Regions from separate parts of the Zea mays genome. Here region 1 is linked to region 2. Evidence: chromatin contacts called from public Hi-C data. All regions are on one chromosome and are shown on one strand. The core of a region is the stretch at or near the end of the contact, and the rest is flanking DNA. Distances in the headings are between cores, read along the strand shown.

What was found. Hi-C and Micro-C count contacts between places; a contact is called where the count stands out from the background.
Region 1: a Hi-C map of ear shows a contact between it and region 2, with 1.7 times the contacts expected there. The contact joins the promoter of LOC100276991 here to the promoter of LOC541916 in region 2. A contact is called at or near these places in 3 of 25 Hi-C or Micro-C datasets (ear, leaf and tassel).

What each region holds. Positions count from the first base shown.
Region 1 is chr9:154,327,895-154,335,474 of Zm-B73-REFERENCE-NAM-5.0, reverse strand. It overlaps LOC100276991 (adenylyl-sulfate kinase), which reads right to left and starts at 2,284. Exons shown (of 7, transcript NM_001150669.2): 1 at 1,892-2,284; 2 at 805-945. The coding sequence starts at 2,063.
Region 2 is chr9:154,166,521-154,173,722 of Zm-B73-REFERENCE-NAM-5.0, reverse strand. LOC541916 (D-type cyclin) reads right to left here and starts at 1,539. Exons shown (of 5, transcript NM_001111579.2): 1 at 960-1,539; 2 at 798-884; 3 at 398-692; 4 at 163-299; 5 at 1-23. The coding sequence starts at 1,250.

The sequences.
Region 1 (7,580 bases), core at 1,035-3,534, 160 kb before region 2:
CTGGACAGCCGATCAGCTTGCCCCCTTTGTGACCAAGAAAATGAAACTGTACAACAATTTTTTTTACGGCGAACTGTACAACATTTGTTTGTCTCCTGCCTCTTTACCTGCCAGGTTTGGTACATAATCCTACAGAAGCTCAGATTGGCTTCAGTTCCTCATCAGCCATCATCAAAGCTGGTGGCGCCAAGCTGTGAAGGGTGTGCCAAAAGGCTGCCAAAAAGGGATCAACAGCCTGGTTATACTTGTCTCTTGGGAAATCTGGAAGCACTGAAATTACTGTCTTTAATGGCACTAGCCCAAGCATCTCTATCTTACTGCAGACTATTACTGACGAGTGCATTTTATATTGTGCAGCAGGTGCAAAAGGTTTTCAGGAGTTTCTAGCTGAGGCAATTGTTGGAGGCCAGTGATCTGCTCTGGTTCTAAGGCTCTAGCCGTCTTAGATGGGTCATTTTTGTTTCTTGTCTTCGGGATTTTAATTTTCTTGCTGAGGCTTGTGTCACTGTGTGTGTGAACGAGGGGAGGGGGGGGGGTCTTCTCCTTTGTTTCCTTTTATCTTCTTAATGAAATGTTACACAGGTCTTCTGTGTTCGAGAAAAAAAATCTTGCATTCTAGCACAAAGCAAGCTACCGAACTGAACTGAAAGTGTGTGGCAACAATAGCACCTGGAAGCTTTGTTCAATAAAAAGAATACGAAATCTCTCATAGAAACCTGAGTACATGACCAAGGATTTGAAAACCAAACAGAAAAAGGCTGTAGCCAGCAAGTAGTTCAAGGCAACAATCCACTGAAAACATACCTGAACCACTGAGTCCTGTTATCCATACGACACAGCCTTTTTGTCCCAGCAATTTCTGTCTATCAGATTGTCCAATCAAGCAATTGTGCCATAAAATATTAGTCGATTTCCCAATGTTTGACATTACAGGCTTCTCCTTCACTGATGATGATGGATATCACTAAACGGTTAGTACAGCTCTATTCCTCATGTTGTTCAATCCATTTGCACAACAGTAAAAAGTAAATAAAATGGCATAGCATAACTTATAAGGACATAACCGCGACGCATATTTTTAACGAATGTTTGCTTCACAGCATCAGATACACAAAGGCTGATATTCCTATTTACAGGAAACTGTGAAAAAATAAAAGTTCTTGTAAGGAATATTATCCATGATCCTAAAGTGACACATAAATCAAAGTGGTTTGTTTCTTTGTCCTGCCTATATTATTATGTTTTTTCGTCAATTGTGAACGATGAACTAACAAGTTATCACTATCTTTTACCTCAATTCATAAGATGTATGCCATTGAGGCATCACGTTTCAAGTTTATTTGAAAACACCACCCGTCCCATCCCATGTATTTATAAGATTCCTCATCACTGTGGAACGAATTGCTATTAGGTCATTGTGAACGATTAAGATGCTTTCGGGAAAACTAGACGATCCAGAGTTACCAGAATTATCTGCCGCCACGATATTGATGAATGATGACAACCCTCCGAGCGACCAGGAACAATCATCAAAAGAACAGAACGCGAGCCGTCAGAATGACAATACCAACCTTCCTACTGCCCTTCTTAAAGAGGGGGGAAATATACTAGAACAGGAGTAGAACATCGCTGTCAAACGTCCAATCGGCTCCAGTTCGAGATCCAGTTCCACACGTATTTACTTATCCATCATCCTTACCGGATGATCGCCAGGACACAAAGGTTAGCGGCAGTGGCTGATGACCAGTGAAGCAGATGCAGCAGGTAGATAACCTCATGTACAGGAACAACCACCCGGCCCCGTCCGACACGTCACCCTCTGGATTCTGGGAAATTCCCGATGGTAATTTCACCATGACAGTGACCCCAGCCGAGGAACTCGAGGAATTACCTGGGCTGTGCGGGGCATCCCCGTGGCGCTGCTCCATTCCGCCGCCGCCGCCGCACCCACCGCCCAATGCCGCGGTGGCAGTGCGTACGCGCACCGCGGCCCTCCCCCTCGCGGCGCCCACTATCGCTGGCGAGACCCGCGGAAGAGTGTGAGGAACGGGGAGTGAGGCCATGGATCACGAGCGCCGGGAGTGGCGCATCGCTAGGGGTGAGGCCTGGGAGGACGGGAGGCGCGCGCTGTGGATTTACGAGGATGACGGCGAGCGTCGGCGTCGGGCTGAGGAGGGTGTTGCCTTGCCGTTGGCCCTGGCTGGCTGGGCCGGGCGCTGGGCTCGGTGGTTGCTGCGTGTGTGTGACCAGAGGTTCTGTTTGATTGATGAAATGAAAATGCGTGGATGTGGGGTGCGTCTCAGCGTCTGGGTCGGTGGTTGCTGCGTGTGACCAGAGGACAGAGGTTCTCTTCGAACTATAACTGAGCATTCGTTTTTACGAGATTTTTTTTGTATATTTGGCAACGTCTTTGGCGGACTTCAGATCTTTGGGCTCTTGAACACAGCAATTGAAGTATTGGGCATCATAATCATCCACTAGTTGAAGATTTGGCATCAGTCCCGGCTGATGACCATTAGCCGCTGCACTCTTCTCTTCCTGCCCGTCTCCGATCTTCATCCTCCCGTCCGTTTACGCCGTCTGCTTTTCCGTTCGACCGTTCCCCATCTAGGCTAGGTTTGTTCTTCTCCTCCCTATATTCCCCCATTCTCATCCCTATACCTGCGCGATAAGATTCCGCACCCTCGATTCCCATCTTCCCTTGTGTGTAATCCTAGCTTCACTGTCCGTGGCGCTATGGATGCGGCGGCTGAGGCGCTGAGCTGTGTGCTCATAAGTGCTCTGCGACCGTTGATGTAGCTCATGACACCGTAAGTGCTTCATTTGCCGCAGCGGTTGTCGCTGGTGACTTCTGTGTCACATCTTCTCTAGATAACGATGTGGTTTCTACCTATGATGTTCTTCAAACTGTTGTTGAGGCGGGGAAAAGTCGTGTGTGCATTGAATCAGGCTCGTGTCGCCGTCGTGTGCACTGAGGAGGCGTGGCGTCCTTCGGTAAGGTTTGCATTCTGTTACATGTGACCTGAACCAATGAATATTTTTGTACAACATTGCGATATGTACATATGTTATTGTATGAAAAGCTTGAATTAATGAAACTATTATAACTGATGGTTGATAGGAACTACTAATATGAATTGGCTTCTTACTTCGGGCTTGTGGTCCCTATGGGTTTGGTTGGTTCAAGAATTGCCATGTGATGCTTTCTTTAAAATTGTTCAACTAGATGCTACACTTGCTTCTTTTTTCAAAAAGCAAAGCTAAGGGCTGCTGCATCTCTAAGTTATCCTTGTGTTATTGATAAGACATGTGTTTGGTTGGCCCTCTGACTTGTGGCTTGTGGTACCTGATGGTATGTTTGGTTGAAGAATTGCCATGTGATGCTATCTTTAAAAATATTCAGCTGGATGCTACACTTTTTTTTTAAAAGCAAAGTTGAGGGATGTTGCATCTCTAAGTTACCCTTGTGTTACTGATAATACCTGTGTTTGGATGGCCCTTCGACTTGTGGTTTGTGGTGCCTGTGGGTTTGTTTGGTTGAGGAATTGCCCTGTGATGCTATCTTTAAAATTATTCGGCTGGATGCTACGCTTGTTTCTTTAAAATGTAGTAGGTGCTCCTATTAAGCCAAATGGCATAACTCGGTACTCATTGTGCCTGTGATGTGTTTGAAATGTCGTCTTATACTCATCACCCTCTTTTATGTGAATTTGGTGATAGCCCGATCAATGATCCAATTTTGAGAACACAGATGTTCCACCCAACTCATCGACAATCTCATCGAAAATAGGCATAGGAAACCTATTTTGACTGTATGTGCATTCAGTCGACGATAGTCCACACACATACGCCACTCACTATCTTTCTTTTTAACTAGCAGCACAGGCGAGGCAAAGGGACTTGAACTTTGTTGAATGATACCTGAAAGGGAAATGTGCCCTTGAGTCATTTATAAGTATTTTGGTGATTAAGTGTCCAACACAAATGGCTTAAGTAAATTGTGCAAAATGGTGGATGAAGTACAAATCATCAATAAGGTATGATTCTAGACTTAGTACATTGGTTTTTGTGTACTAACATATTTGTCTAAGTGCTAGAATCAGAGAAAATACAAAAGGAAAAAGACTTGGATGGAGCAGCCAAGACTCTGCGCAGTCTGGGTGCACCAGACTGTCCGGTGCGCCAGGCTGGCTTTGGTCAAACTGGCCGCTCTCGAGATTTCGTCGGCGGCGTACGACTAAAAATCACCGGACTGTCCGGTGGTGCACCGGACTGTCCGGTGAGCCAACGGTCGGCCGCGCAATCCGCGTGTGACGCGTGGTCAAGCCAACGGTCTGATGGGGGCACCGGACTGTCCGGTGTGCACCGGACAGTGTCCGGTGCGCCAACGGCTACAAATCCTCAATGGTCGGCTGTGCCAAATTAGGAAGGCTATCTGCACCGGACAGTGAACAGGGGATGTCCGGTGGTGCACCGGACTGTTCGGTGGTGCACCGGACTGTCCGGTGCACCACCCGACAGAAGGCAAGTATTGCCTACCAAGAATGCCTCCAACGGCTCCTAGCTGCCTTGGGGCTATAAAAGGGACCCCTGGGCGCATGAAGGAGTACACCAAGTATACCTTGATCATTTTTAATCATTCACACTCCGTCTTTGCGCACTCGATTGACATTCTTAGTGATTTGAGCTCCGTTCTAGTGGTGAACTTTGTGCTATTCATTGAAAGGGAAATGTGCCCTTGGGCCATTTCTAAGTATTTTGGTGATTTAGTGTCCAACACAAGTGCCTAAGTGTTAAATGGTGGATAAAGTACAAAGCAAGTATAAAGGTATGTTTCTAAGACTTAGTATATTGTTTTGGAGACTAATGTATTATGTCTAATTGCTGGAAACAGGAAAAATCAAGTTGGAATTAAAGATGACTTTGTTCAGCCGAAGTCAGCTCAGTCTGGGTGCACCGGACAGTGTCCGGTGCGCCAGGCTGACTCAGGCGAACTTGCTCCTCTCGGGAAATCGTCGGCGACGTACGGCTATAAATCACCGGACTGTCCGGTGAGCCAACGGTCGGCCGAGCCAACAGTCGGCCGCGTAATCCGTGCGCGACGCGTGGCCGAGCCAACGGCTAGAAGGGGGCACCGGACTGTCCGGTGTGCACCGGACAGTGTCCAGTGCGCCAACGGCTCCAAAGCGCCAACGGTCGGCTTCGCCAAAGAAGGAAAGAAATCCGCACCGGACTGTCCGGTGCGCCAGGCGACAGAAGGCAAGAAATGCCTTCCTGGAATGCTCTCAACGGCTCCTAGCTGCCTTGGGGCTATAAAAGGGACCCCTAGGCGCATGGAGGAGAACACCAAGCATTCTCTAAGCATTCCTAAGCACCAAGACTTCGATTCCGCGCATTTGATTCTTTGTGATAGCAACTAGAGCTCCAATTGAGTTGTGAACTTGTCGGGTTGTGTTGTGAGCTCTTGTTGTGACTTGTGTGCATGTTGGTACTCTGATTTCGTGTCTTGTGTGCGTTGCTCATCCCTCCCTTGCTCCGTGCTTCTTTGTAAACATCAAAGTGCAAGGGCGAGAGGCTCCAAGTTGTGGAGATTCCTCGCAAGTGGGATATAGTAAAGTGAAAGCAAAACACCGTGGTATTCAAGTGGGTCTTTGGACCGCTTGAAAGGGGTTGATTGCAACCCTCGTCCATTGGGATGCCACAACGTGGAGTAGTCAAGTTTTGGACTTGGCCGAACCACGGGATAAACCACTGTGCCATCTATGTGTTGATCTCTTTGTGTTTATCGTGTTGTGCAAGCTCTCCTCTCTATCCACTTGGCTTAATTGTGCTAACTCCTAATCAAGTTTTGTGGAGTAAGTTTCAAGTTTTTACAGGATCACCTATTCACCCCCCCTCTAGGTGCACTCAATTGGTATCAGAGCCGTTCTCTTCAAGAAAGGGACTAATCGCCCGAAGTGATGGATCCTAAGGGCAAGGGGATGGTGGTCAATGATAAGGAGAAGGAGTCCTTCGTCAATGATCCAAAGGATGACAAGCCTACTTGTCGGCGTTTCGAGACCGGGGGGTCCCTGGGCCGACGAGTGAAATGTCGCCGCGTGCCCAGCCCAGATGGGTCGGCGCGAGACGGAGCACGAAGAGGGGAACCAAAGGAGGGAGACATGCAAAAAGGGGAAACCCGCGGCCTTCGTGTTGTCCTGCGCCCAGGTCGGGTGCGCTTGCAGTAGGGGGTTACAAGCGTCCGCGTGGGAGAGAGCGAGGGACTCTACGCGTCGCCCCGTCCTCCCGTGTGGCCAACCTTCTGTAAGAGGGCCTTGGTCCTTCCTTTTATAGGCGCAAGGAGAGGATCCAGGTGTACAATGGGGGGTGTAGTAGAGTGCTACGTGTCTAGCGGAAGAGAGCTAGCGCCCTAAGTACACGCCATCGTGGCGGTCGAAGAGGTTTTGGCACCCGGTTCGTGTGGTGTCGTGGCCGTCGGAGGAGCGCTGGAGCCTGGCGGAAGGACAGCTGTCGAAGCTGTCGAGTCCTTGCTGACGTCCTCTTGCTTCCGTAAGGGGGCTGAGAGCCGCCGTCGTCATAGAGCGTGCGAGGCGCCATCATTACTTGTCTGGCGGAGCAAGCCAGATGGGACGCCGGTCTTGTTCCCCGTAGCCTGAGTCAGCTTGGGGTAGGGTAATGATGGCGCCTCCTATTGACGTGGTCGGTCCGCGCCCTAGGTTGGGCGATGTGGAGGCTCCTCCGAGGTCGAGGTCGAGTCTGTCTTCCGTGGCCGAGGTCGAGTCCGAGCCCCTAGGTCGGGCGAGGCCGAGACCGTCGGCTGAGGCCAGGGCTGAGTCCGAGCCCTGGGGTCGGGCGAAGCGGAGTTCGTCGTCTTCCGGGGCTGAGCCCGAGTCCGAGCCCTGGGGTCGGGCGGATCGTAGTTCATCGTCTTCAAGGGCTGAGCCCGAGTCCGTGCCCTGGGTCGGGCGGAGCGGAGTTCGTCGTCTTCCGGGGCTGAGCCCGAGTCCGAGCCCTGGGTCGGGCGGAGTGGAGTTCGTCGTCTTCAGGGGCTGAGCCCGAGTCCGAGCCCTGGGTCGGGCGGAGCGGAGTTCGCCGTCTTCCGGGGCTGAGCCCGAGTCCGAGCCCTGGGTCGGGCGAAGCAGAGTTTCCTATGGTGCCTGAGGCCGGGCCTGACTGCCTGTCAGCCTCACTCTGTCGAGTGGCGCAGCAGTCGGAGCGGCGCAGGCGGCGCTGTCCTTCTGTCAGGCCGGTCAGTGGAGCGGCGAAGTGACTGCGGTCACTTCGGCTCTGTCGACTGAAGGGCGCGCGTCAGGATAAAGGTGTCAGGCCACCTTTGCATTAAATGCCCCTGCGATTTGGTCGGTTGGCGTGGCGATCTGGCCAGGGTTGCTTCTTGGCGAAGACTGGGCCTCGGGCGAGCCGGAAGTATGTTCGTCGCTGGAGGGGGGGCCTCGGGCGAGACGGAGATCCTCCGGGGTCGGCTGCCCTTGTCCGAGGCTGAGCTCGGGCGAGGCGTGATCGAGTCCCTCGAATGGGCCGATCCCTGACTTAGTCGCACCCATCAGGCCTTTGCAGCTTTG
Region 2 (7,202 bases), core at 290-2,789:
CTGTAGCAGGAGTACACATGCCCCTGCCAGACACCAACAGCGGCCGCATTTGTTACTCATCATTGCGCTCTCCGCCAGCAGCCTCCCTTCCCGGAAGGGGTGATTGCAACGCGTTGCGAGACGACGGCGGATGGATGCACAGACACGGCGGGAGGGGCTTACGGTGTCTAGCTGTGGAAATGATGAGCCCAGGATCGCCTTGAGCGCGTCCAGATTGTCGGCGGGCGTCTCCCTGCCGCGAGCGACGAGGATGGATGCTACGGCGATGGTCGACGGCTGGTACTCCACCGAGCTCATCGCTGCAATGCAAACGAATGTCAGTCCCGGCCGCGATCCTCTCCGACTCCATGGAACGGAAGGGAATGCGCGCGGGGGTGAGAGAGAGGAAAGGGCCAACCTCTGATCGCCGCGAAGACGCACTCCACGGCGCGCACGAGGACCGCCCGGCGCTCGTCCTGCCCGAACCGCGCCGCGAAGCAGCTGATGTAGGGGAAGGGGGTGACGGCGACCATCCGCCACTCGAGGGTGCCCAGGACGAGGAGCTCCATCCGCAGCACGGACGCGCGGTCGAACGCGAACTCGCACGCGTCCAGCGGCAACTCCGACAGCCGCGGAGCGTGCTGCTCCTCCAGCTTGGTCGCCAGCGACATGCACGCCACCATGAGCAGCTGCAGACCCCACGCATGCTCCCTCTGAACCCACCGTCACCGCCAGAGACGGCCGCGGTGCACAGCCAGTCAGTACATCATTCAAACACGCGACAACGGAAGGAGGAGAGTCCGGCAATCGGTGGTTACATTGACTCGCCGTTGCGCCAGGAAGCGATCGAGGTAATTCACCGCGACGTAAGCGGTCTTCCCGCCGAACCGGAACATCGCCGTGGTCTGCGAGCACCGAAGAAAGAAGATATGGACATTAGCCAAAAAAAAATGGCGAAAGAGGAAGAGCGCGCTAACGACCTTGATGATCCAGCGGACGCATCCGGAGCGCGCGGCCTTCATCCAGTCCTCCATTTCCTCCACCGGGCCGCCGCCGCCGCCTGACGCGCTCTCCTTGGACAGGAGCAGCGCTACATACTCCTCGTCCTGGTCCACGACAAGCAGACGCTCGTCGCGGGCGACAACTAGGTCAGTGCCGGCGCCATCGTCGGCATCGGCGAGAAGGTCGCTGCCGTCTTCCAGGCAGATGAGAATGGAGGTGGGCGTGGTGGGAGCGGACGTGGAGGCTGCGGCGGCGGCGGCGTCCCCCATGGCGTCAATCAGAGCCCGTGCATGCGCGGGGGGAAAGGGAAGAAAAGTGAAGGAAAAGATTTTTCCTCCAGTGGTTGCGGACTTGCAGCAGCAAGACGGAGGAAAAGGCGGCGTGCAGCGTGGGGCGTGCGGGTGTGTGCGCGAGCACGGCGCCGAACAGAAAGGGGGGAATTCCCTCCCTTCTCTCCACACTCGCGCGCGCCCGCGAGCACAGGGGAGAAGTGGGCAGCTGGAGAGGTAGAGAAATGAAATGGAGTCATGGGAGATTGGGAGGTGGAGTTGCGCGTAGAGGAATGGGAGGTGGAGTTAGGATGTAAATTTTATGGATGTTATTTGATGACCCTATAGTTGCAAGAGGCTAATTATTCAGTCTGATAGTTTTTTTGGGTTCGAATCCGGATAGTATAGTTTAGATATTGGATACAAATATCGGATGACTGATATCCGTCGAATTTCGGATAACCTGATAAATTTTCAGATATATTTTTCTGGATATCTTTTTGGATACATCTTCATGGATAGTCATGTGTATTATGATGATTTTTTGAAGAAAAATAATTTACATCTTCAGGGATGCAACCAGCGGGGATCATCCTTAGTAGGTGTTCTACGCATTAGGTGCCTAACTAGCAGAGACATCTAATTTACATAAACCAACACAAGCTACAGTGTTAGAGACCAATGCTTTGTTCCTAGAGATGGTAACGATTTAGCGTTTAAATCTGTGGGTCGTCATTCGATTCCTGGAGGCCACTAGTTTCTTGGCCTTGTTTGGAACCCGCAGGACTAATAACTAGACAGCTAGCAAATTATTTTACTGGGTTCAGTAAACTAATGAACTAATTGTTAGCCTAAATATAATTTTATCAGCTAACCGTTAGCTTCTTTTTATACTTACTTTGCAATCACGACGACAATAACAGTAATTTTTTTTATCCGTGAAAGTTGTAATGTCTCATACAAAAAACTTCAAAGTAAAGTTGTAATGTCTCATATAAAAAACTTCAAAGTAGACCTCTACGGGGTTCATGCGAATACCGATCGTTACGACATTGTGTTGCAAGCTCTCTCGAGCACACTCCCTATGACTAGGAGTAATGCAATCAATTTAAATAAATTATATAGAATGTCTCCGTATTTATAATATTAAATAGGTAGAATCAGTTTCTTTATACAATACATATACCTATTTAATATAATACTCAATCTGTCTCAAAATAAAATTTATTTTAGATAATTAATAGATTTATAGATTCATACAATATTTGATGTATATGTTATATATATATATATATATTTAGATTCATCAATATTCATTTAAATATATAGACATAAAAATTAATAGCTAAAATGAATATTATTTTGGGACGAGTAGTGGATATCAATTTTTTTTTGATATAAATGCAACCAAACTTGAGATACCTTTGTCTGGAGAAAGAAACTACAATTATTATACCTTTTGGTAGACGGAGGTAGCAGTAACAATAATCTCTGGAGGACCTGCACGCGGGATGAGGCTGTACCGAGGCAGCCAACAAGGATGTTGTCCTATCGATCGGACCTGCGAAGGTTTGGTTGGTCGTTGGGTGTTGCAGTACAGCAGGTGAGCACGGCGTTAACGCCTCGATGATTGGCTGCTGCATTTGACTCGGCTGATACACCTGCACGTGACGGAGCATCCCGTTTGATGTTGCAGTCAGGGACGGACGGAAACGGCGCTAGCACCACCACAGCGACCACGGCGAAGGGGAGACGGGAACGGGATCGTGCAGGCGCCAAGGACGGACGGAGCCAGAGGGCCGGAGACAAGCGCAAAAAACATCCTCCTCCCACGGACGGGGACGGAAGCCCTCGCATCGCAAGTCACAGGCCGGGCTGCGCGGGGCTGTACCAGCTCGTGGCCTGGCCTCCGTGCTGTACCCGGGCCTACAGCATTGGTCGCCCCCCCCCCCGGTTGATTAGTCGTATCGTGAATTCGTATCATGCCTGCATGGCATGCACGGCTGCACTTGCCGTGGGAAGCACATGGATCCACCGGGTCGGCGGGCAAATACTCCCTCCGTTTCTTTTTATTTGTCTCTGGATAGTGTAATTTTGCACTATCCAGCGACAAATAAAAAGAAACGGAGGGAGTATGCAATACAGCGGAGGCGATGCCTCGCCGGAGCAGCGCGGACGGATGCCAGCCAAACGCTTAGGCCTCGGGTAGTCGGGTGGGTGCCGCGTGAGCCGTAGCCGTAGGCACTTTTCTTCGTGTGCTGGCATGGCAGTATGGCACGCAGCGCGACCAGTTGGGGCTGGGGGCCGAGCGAGCGCGTCCAGAGGGCCGGGCGGGCTCTCCATCACGAGATCACTGGACGCGCGGCGGCGGGCTGGCGGAGCTGGCGGGGGTCCGCTGGCCGCATGCGCAAGCCGCGCGACGTAATACGTACGGCTTTGGGTTTGGGGGCGGATCCCAGACTCACAAGCGGTCGTCCGATCGGGCGGCGGACTTGACGCGACGCGACGCGCCCTGGACCCGGTCTCCTTGTCGCGGGCCGGCTGTGAGCTGCGACGACGCCGAAGAAGGGCTTCACGTTCGGCCTGTGGGGTGGGATCGACGCGCGCGCGTGGCTTGGAGCGCGGGGCGGCCGCAGCCTCGCTCGATCCCGATGCGGCGTCTTCCGCCGATCCCGTGCATGCACGCGTGCGAACGAACACAACCGACCAGACGTGTCAGCAGTGGCGTGGTTTGGGGTCTTGCGGGTGAGAATTCGAGCGGGCTGTCTGGGCAAGAATGGATCGTCGATGGCAGTGTACTATTCTTCGCTGATAATAATAAAAAGAAACCGTGTTGTTGTATGAGCAGTGTAGCTCAGTGCTTCAGTAGTGTACTAGTGCTAGTTGCAGCAGCCAGCAGTCCCAAAGGACGAACCACTGTGTTTGATGAAAATTGAAAACGAGAACGTCGTCCTGAGCTTTGACCACGCGAATCCAATGCGGTGTGCATGAAGGGACCGTGTACTGTGACTGTGAGTGGCCCTCAACAAACAAAAAAAAGCCGAATCAGGTACAGCCCCAGCCGCGCGGGAGGTCTCGCAAGTCAGTCAATGTAGACGACGGTATGCAGTCGCGCGTGTATGAGTTGGCAAGGAAGGATACGTAGCGTCCCGTACGCGCCGTCAGATCTGGCGGCTTGTCTACCTTGCATGTGCAGTGCAGTGCAGGAGGAGTACGCAGTCGATCGAAGTCGAAGCACATGCAGGAAGGCAGTGCCGACCGTCGTCTACGGTCTACCACACCACACACAGCTTATCTGTCATTTTATCTGTCATTGACTTGTGTGTACGTGCGAGGTAGTAGTACTATACTACCAGGCTTAATGTTCGGTTCACGGATCGGGACATGCGGGCTAAGATCGTAGTCTTCCTCCCGCGGCCCATGTTTGTCCCTTGCTTCGGTTGGGCTGGGCCTGGCGTTGAGGACTCCATCTGTAAGTGTTGGCCATGCCCACCCGCGGACAGCCCGGAACCAATCGAAGTTCGAGTGTACTGTATCATTATATTGCAGCCTTATTAGCCGGGCCCCTAAACCCTGCCAATCTATTTGCAGAGACTGGGCAGCTCCCACTTGTTAAGTAACCCTAGTTAGGGTTGTGTGGGCAAATACCTGCTTGTGTCTCGTGTGTTTTCCTCTATCGTGCTTGTGGGAAGAGAGACGGGTTGTCTACATCTTCTTGCGTCTCTACTGCTGACGGGAGGGAAGGGAGCGGATCTGGTGATCCGTGATAACGTAGTTCTCAACACGTTATCAGCACGCTCTACCTCGATGTTGCTGCGGGATCAGATCTGCATCAACTCTTCATCAAGCCGGCAGGTCTCTCGGCCTAGCCGAACTGTCCTACGCGACAGCCTTCGATTCTCCCTCTACGCACAAGCGGTATGTTTATTGGTTGATCTGTTGTTGTGTAAGTTGTCCCTGTTGGACGTGGTAATGTTGTCGTTCATCCTCGGCATGGGGAATATGGACACCACCATGACCAAGCTGCATCATTGATCACCTGCATACGGTCAAAGCGGTGCATGCCACAACCCTCAGAAAGTGGATCACCTGCATGCGGTCAAAGCGGTGCATGCCACATCCCTCAGAAAGAGGATCACCTGCATGCGATCAAAGCGGTGCATGCACTGATGGGCGCCGACTCCTGCATGTTCGTGCTGGACGTGCGAGCGGTGCATGCGCTGATGGTCTGACGCCCTCTATGCATGCGCGGAGCAGTTGAAAAGAAAATTGTCCGGTCAAAAGTGGCTGTCGAGAAAAGCAGATTTTGATTGGATGGAAACCATTTCAAAATCGTGCGCCTAAGAAAGGAAAGAGTCCTCTAAAAAAAGAAAACCGATTCAAAACATTTTTTCATTGAATTTCTATTGAATTAATAAACTATAGTACGTTTTAATTTGTACGTATGTTGAATATTATTAATTCTATTTATTTTCTATTGTAAATAATAAATAGAATAAGCCATGTTTTCTGTTGGAGTTTTTACATTAATTAATTATTTCCTGTCACAAATAATTAGTAGAAAAATACATGCTTAAATATGAGAAATTATCTTTTACACATGATGTGTTATGCTCATGTATTAATTCTAGTATTATCTTTCTGCTCTATTCTCGTGGTAAATATATAGCAGAAAATTAAAATACATATAAAGGTTGTATTGTGCATACTTAAATCGCTCTAAATATTTATATTATGTTCAGCTTTTAGACTCACGTCGAGCGATTAAATTGTATAGTGGGTACTCGGACACGTCGATCAGGCTGCGTTGTTAATCGGCTGAGTTATGACATTAGCTGAATATTGACTGCGCCCTGGTAATACGATGCAGTATTTGTGTCGTACGAACTTGGCTGCGTCATGTGATTGCTATGTAGCACTCTCGTTTATCTGGACAGCTCCCGTTGAGTAGAACCGCCATCACTGAGTCGCGTATTTTTCGCATGCTCTGTAGGCACTGTCTGTCTGCCGTGATCATTGATCCACAATTGCGCCTGTTGTGCACGTTGTGTGGACTTATCGTGTACCCCGATTACCGAGCCATAATTGTGCCTGTTGCGCTTATTACGAAGGCTTGTTGTGTTGTCGTAGCCCTGATGGTCGCACACGCGTTGACGCTAAATACACTAGAGCTTGTACTCGCGTGGATTGTGGTGGGTTGTTCAAGCCCCTGAAGTCACATCATAACGCAACCTTCGTAAATAATTTTGTTTAGCTCTATATTTTATTTAATTGTGTTGTGTGGCATCATATATTTATTTATATTGCCAAGTGGCTACAACAACTATATCAAGCTCTATATAGCTTGGACATCTGGGAAATTAAACTGAAATACAATAAAACACAGATAAGTCAATTCTTTGCTCTCTCCTCATGCATAAAGTTTTACTCGAAGTAACCCGAAAATATATAATATAATGCATGAAAGCCTTTTTGGCATAAAAGACATCACAAATTAGGATTCTATTAGTAAGCAAAATGCCTTACCAAATAATTTAAGACTATAAATCTCAGTCATACATTGCTCAACCAGATGTTGGCACATTGCTCTCTTTGTCGCTAAATGACATGAGGCAAACTATGAAATAAAAGGACATGTAACCGCTAGCAACACGAAGTTGCGGGTATACCAAGAGGTTATTCTGAGAAAATTTACACTATGTCGGTGTGAAAACCATTGTGCATTCCCATTGAACCACTTTGCTCGTCCCATCTAGGACACTTTATACTTGTGTTGCATACATCTCTCAGATTTGTAAATACCCCTAGTTGCTGAATTGACTCGGGATAGTCCTTTGACGAGTGTGGTATATATGGTAACCAAAACGGTAAAGGTCAAATCTGGAGGGACATATAAATGGGGTTTATGTAGCAGAACTACATTTGATTTCACCCCTTGTCATGCTTACCATA